Linked DNA regions of Danio rerio: region 2 is linked to region 1. A link is a contact called in public HiChIP or PLAC-seq data. All regions are on one chromosome and are shown on one strand. Each heading gives the region's core, a stretch centred on a gene start, on an enhancer-like site or on the middle of the called end of the contact. The rest is flanking DNA. Distances are from core to core; before and after follow the strand shown.

Evidence for each region. HiChIP or PLAC-seq counts read pairs in DNA pulled down with a chosen protein or histone mark.
Region 2: a contact with region 1 is called in an H3K4me3 HiChIP or PLAC-seq map of embryo, with 4 times the contacts expected there. The contact joins the enhancer-like site here to the promoter of arhgap29b in region 1. A contact is called at or near these places in 7 of 18 Hi-C or Micro-C datasets (caudal fin, embryo, fibroblasts and 2 more) and 2 of 4 datasets of contacts at active chromatin or transcription factors (caudal fin and embryo).

What each region holds. Positions count from the first base shown.
Region 1 is chr2:17,491,682-17,494,419 of GRCz12tu, forward strand. arhgap29b (Rho GTPase activating protein 29b) reads left to right here and starts at 1,368. Exons shown (of 23, transcript NM_200111.2): 1 at 1,368-1,475.
Region 2 is chr2:17,608,854-17,611,591 of GRCz12tu, forward strand. All of the region lies in intron 12 of abca4b (ATP-binding cassette, sub-family A (ABC1), member 4b), which reads left to right. Among named protein-coding and RNA genes, the nearest start is that of abca4b, 42 kb to the left of the region's middle. Within about 2 kb of position 1,373, at least 14 of the 62 cell types and tissues checked have an H3K27ac peak or open chromatin away from gene starts, as enhancers often do.

The DNA.
Region 1 (2,738 bases), core at 118-2,617:
TAATATTGGATTTTTAGAGTATAATCTGAATATGACTGAGTCATGTCAAGTCGTGCTTTATTGTCATTCCACTGCATGTGTGGACATACAGAGAAACAAAATGTTGTGTCTCGCAGGACAACGGTGCTACATAAATCAATCATCAATACAAACACAATATAAGAGTTATTCAAAAATATATACTATATAAGTATGCTACAAGATACTTAACTATACACATAGCAGGCTATACAAGTACTTTTAACTGAAACTGAACAATGTTGTGCAGGAAATTGTGCAATAGAGGTATTAAGGGTGAATATTGTGCAAAAGAGGTATTTAAGGTTTTAATTTAAGCGAGAGTTATTTAAGGTTGAAGCAAGCAGTGCAACATGATTGTGGTACATTTATAGTAAACATCATTTTCCTTATTGAGTTCTTGTAAGATGGAGTTTACATAAAGTGTCAGGTGCATAAGAGAGAAGAGCGTTTCAACAGGTGGTTTGTCAAGTACACTAACCCGAATGAAGCACAATTTGAAATGCACAATGTTTCCAAGAGAAACGGAGTCATTAAGAGTATAAGAGATTAAACTGAAAAGAAAATTAATGAATGATAATTTAAAAATATAAAACAACATCATTATTTAGAAAAAAAAATAGATATATTAAAGTTATAATATGAAAGCTTATCTTGATGCATCACACAGTACAATTGCAATAAAAATAAACTGCAATATAATGTCCTTCGGCTAAGATTAATCAGAGGTCTCCACAGTGGAATGAACTGCAAACTATTACAGCATGTGTTTTACGCAACGGATGGCCTTCCAGTCGCAACCCAGTACTTGAAAGCTTGAAATATACATATATACAAAAATACATATGTACCAAAAAGACAATAAATCATTTTATTTGTTAACGTTTGTTGACGTAAAACCGATTTTAAACCAAACGTTGGATAATTTATTAATCGTTTTTTTATATTAATGATTGTTTTATTTATTTGTCTTTTTCATGTATGTAGCCTATTTTTATTCGTCTTAATGAAGTTAAATATTTTATTGTTTATTAAATAAACGTGTAAACTGATTTTTTATTTGTTTGTTTACGATATCTTTTTTTTATTTTTTGCTTTTCCACGGACTCCCTAGCACTCCCTCGCGGCCCCCTGTGGGGTCCCCGGGTCCCAGTGTGAAACCACCGATCTCCTTCATTGTACTCAGCTCTAGACCCAGCGCAGCACATGTAATTTTGACGAGGAAAACAAGCGGCTTGTATGGCTTGTTGAGCCCTCTCTACCAGCCAATAGGAAGTTTGCTTTGAGGTCATGTGAGTAAATTTTGAGTCAGTCAGTCCCCGCAGTTAGTTTTTCTCTCTCCAGCTGTGATGTGAACAGCGATCTGTGTGCGAGCGTCTTTTAGAGATCATTTGATGGATTTACAAAGGATTTACCTTCATGATTCTTCAGTATGACGATCGTCACGAGCCATTCAAGTAAGTACTGCTCGTTTGAGATGCTAAAAACACAAACTGCTGAAGATTTATAAATTTGAAACGGCTATAGCTAGCAGCGCTAAAGTTCATGGGGGCTATGAAGAGGAGATACAATTACAGCATTGAGTGAAATTGTGTATCATTAAATTCGGTTTGTCAAGTCAAACTTGTTTTTTTTAAATGTCAAAAAATGCAATACTTCAATAAGTTACTTAACGTGACTGTTTCAATCGTGGTAACATGCTCTGTTAAAGAGCCAAACTTGTCAACCCAAATCCTGATCGTTTAATTCTGACAAGTCATAGCCGACCAAATTTTACCCTATGTTCCTTTTTGAATGTCCATTTCCTCTCATCACTGACTACAACCGAGATGGATTGTTATGAGTGACAGGTGTCAAGCTCCTATTGAATGATAAAGATCGTTGCATTACTCGCATTCTGCAGCTGCAGACGTGCTTCAGCTGAAGACAAAGGCAGTCACGTAACCACATTACACATCCAAACACTACATGGCTACAAAATTACATGTCAAAGCATGAGGCATCAGTAGATAATGGGTCAGGCTGTCTGAGGGCATGAGTTCTTGTTACTGGTGGATCATCATGATAATGCTGCAGAGCTTGAATGTTGTAAGCACTTTTCTTGGGCAAACTGGTTTTTAAATTGTAGTTCTTGTTTGTTTCGTAAACCAACTATTGATTTTTTTTTATGCACTGGTCATGGGGATTGAGGTAAAGTTGGTTTTATATTCGCACATTCAGACTTCTTAATAATATAATGTCAGAAACGTTTTCTTTGCAAATTCTAAATAGGGAATCATATTAGCAGTCAATGACTATCAAAATACATTGTTTACCGTCAATTAAATTGTTTTCAAGTCAATATTACATGATTTTAGACTGAATATTCAAAAGTATCATGGTAAACAATATAGGGAGCGTGTCACAAGTTGTCACTGAATGAATATGCGAATATAAAACCAACTTTACCTCAATGTCATGTGGCAGGAGGTTTCCAGAGCTGAATATTTTATAAGTATATATAAGCTGATGTTTTGTCTGAAATTAATTGAAAAGCACCCTTAACCCATTTTTAAAATCTAGATTGAGCAACTTTAGAGATGTTCAGAAAACCAGTCTGATGTTTAGAGTAACAGTTAAGCAATTTTTTTTCTTTTTTTCTTTTTAAAACATAAAACCTTTAGTTACCTCTCCAGAATCATTATTTATAGAATACATTTGTGATTAGGTATGTAGGATGT
Region 2 (2,738 bases), core at 123-2,622, 120 kb after region 1:
TTCACAACCCTCTGCAGCTGTTATGGTATATATGGTGGCTAGCACCTGTCGTTATACACTCACCTTAAATGTTCTGGCACCCTCTAGCATAGGTAAGTCAAATTCTTGGATAATTATTCATATTTAAACTTTTCTTGTTCCAGTCTGGCAACAACATGACTAGTTTGCAAATGTAGATTTGCAAAAAATTTCAAATGCCAGAAAAAATATATTAGTGATCAAATCAAAAATAGTTTCCACTGGTACAAGACTCTTAAGTCGCTAACAAATGGTCTGGGAGTTTTTGTATTTGATTAGTGAGACAGATTACTACCATCTAACCAGCGCTGCATCTGAAATCTCCTCCTTCTCCTCTATAAAGTATGGGGGAAAGTGTCTATGAATCAAATAGTCTTTTCCAATTAATAATATTTAAAAAAACAGTAGACTATAAGTAACAGAATGTCTTACAACAGTACTTCTGCTGAGATTCTGAAGTGTGTATTTGCTAGACATGAGATCATGTTATTTATGAAGAGGATTTATGAATTGAGGTGGTGCGGTGGCACAGTTGGTATCGCTGTCACCTTACAGCAAGAAGGTTCAACCCTCGGCTAGGTCCGTTGGCATTTCTGTGTGTTTTTCCCATGTTCGTGTGGGTTTCCTTTGGGTGCTTAGGTTTCTCTCACAAGTCCAAAGACATGGTATAGGGGAATTGGGTAAGCTAAATTGTCCGTTGTGTATGTATGTGAATGAGAGTGTATGGGTGTTTCCCAGTGACTTTAAGTAGCTGGAAGAGCATTCGCCGTGGCGACCACTGATTAATAAAGGGACTAAGCCGAAAAGAAAATGAATGAATGAATGATTTATTAATTGGACAACTGCAAATCAATTCAATGTAAATAATAAAGTATGTCTAAGGACAGTGAACCTAGCACAGCACATGCTTAAAAATAAAGGGTATTGGTTTGAAAATTGTCATTGAATGTTCACAAAGAACCTGTAACATCAATGGAACAAAAAGGTCATTCATAATAGAAAAAAAATGTTCTTCACAATATTTAAGAATAGTTCTTTGAAGAACTTTTCACTTGGAGGTTCATTGGAGAACCAAAAATGTTCTTCTAAGGCATGAATGTCAAAACCCTTCATTTGGTTTATAATGTCGCCTTTATGTTTAAGAGTGCATGCAGAGCATATCCCTTGAACCAAGCCTAGGCGTTCTTCACTTGACAGAACAAGGCACTTTAACTGAGAGCAGCACAGCTCTCAGTCTGCAGAGTGCTGATTTCTCTCAGCACATCCCTACAAGAATGACCACTTAGCACAGCTATATAGAGCCCATCGTGGCCAGATGGGTGAAAGGGAAAAGAACAAGCAAAGCTGTCAACAGCATGCAGGCCCCTCTATTGTACGGCTGTGATTAAGTAGGGAGTGGGTGGGAGAGCCACCCTCTGCCAGCACCGTGTTGTTTTTGTGGATGGAGGGCTTCATTGAGAACCAAGAGGGGCAAACCACTCAGCATCACTCTGTTACCTCACCTCCCCAGCTATGACCGACCCCTGTTCATAAGCCGGAGGCCTCTTCCCGCAAATTGATTCGAGTGGGACGGTGATGGTGGGAGAGGGCTATCATAGAGCTACCCAGCCTCCTTTTGTCTCCGTCCTAACAACGAGCTTTCCCGCTTTACAAACAAACTTTTTAGCCTATTAGTTATAGCTGTCAGCATTCCGCTTAGCTCAAATGTTAGCTTGAAAAGTATACCACTAAAATACATAAGTTAAATCTCTGCATTTTTTTGTGGGTTTTTCGAAGCTGTGGTCTCAAGCTGAGCGCCTGTGAATGTGAATGTTGTGTTTTTCAATTAAAATGTGTTGAGAACATGTGAGTACAGCAGGGGGTCCCATTGAATCTTTCCATTCAGTTGTTTGTTCAGGACCTCTGGTGTGATTGTACATTACTGTGAATGACTCCATTAGATATGGTGCACATGAAGTAGGAGGCCCCTCGGCTCTATTGCTGTGGCATGTGATGTGAGAGGGAGCCGTTCACTCAGCTATTGTACAGCAATCCTCCGATGAAGGGCCAACACAGATTCTGTGATTTTCCCATGTCATTGGAGAGCTTTGAGAACAAGAGGCCTGCAACATGGAGAAAACTGCTTTGGCCGCTGCAAACCTGACACACTTAGATTCCGATATGCACATTTTATACAACATTATAAGATATGTTCTTCGAGTTGGATAGGTTTTTGTGCTTGCATGCCGTAGACATGTCTCTCTAGGCAGTAGTGATGGGGACTTTACAGCGACTCTTTCTGCAGTTACATTATTAAACCAGTACGTGGTGACAAGTGAATCGATTCATTCAAGAACAGCTTGTTCATTCAAGAGCGAAATAAAAGCTATGTTTGAATTTGCCCCTATATCGTTGATTCTGTCACTAATCTAGACCCTTATTCAGTTAGTAAATGTTGTGGGAGCATAGGTGGAGATCTGCATGAAAGATTTCAATGATCACTGATTACTGATAAAAAACATTTGTTTAAAGAGCGACGTCATAGACAATTTCCTTTTTTCAATCTCTGGTCATTTTCTATTGGCCACCTTTGTGCTATGACATTATCATGATGTGAGCATAGTCTAGGTCATTAAATGAATGAACAAACTGCCTGACAAAAGTCTTGTCATTGATTCCAGTTGTAAGAGCAACAAATAATAACTTGACTTCTAGTCGATCATTTGTAAAAGTGGCAGAAG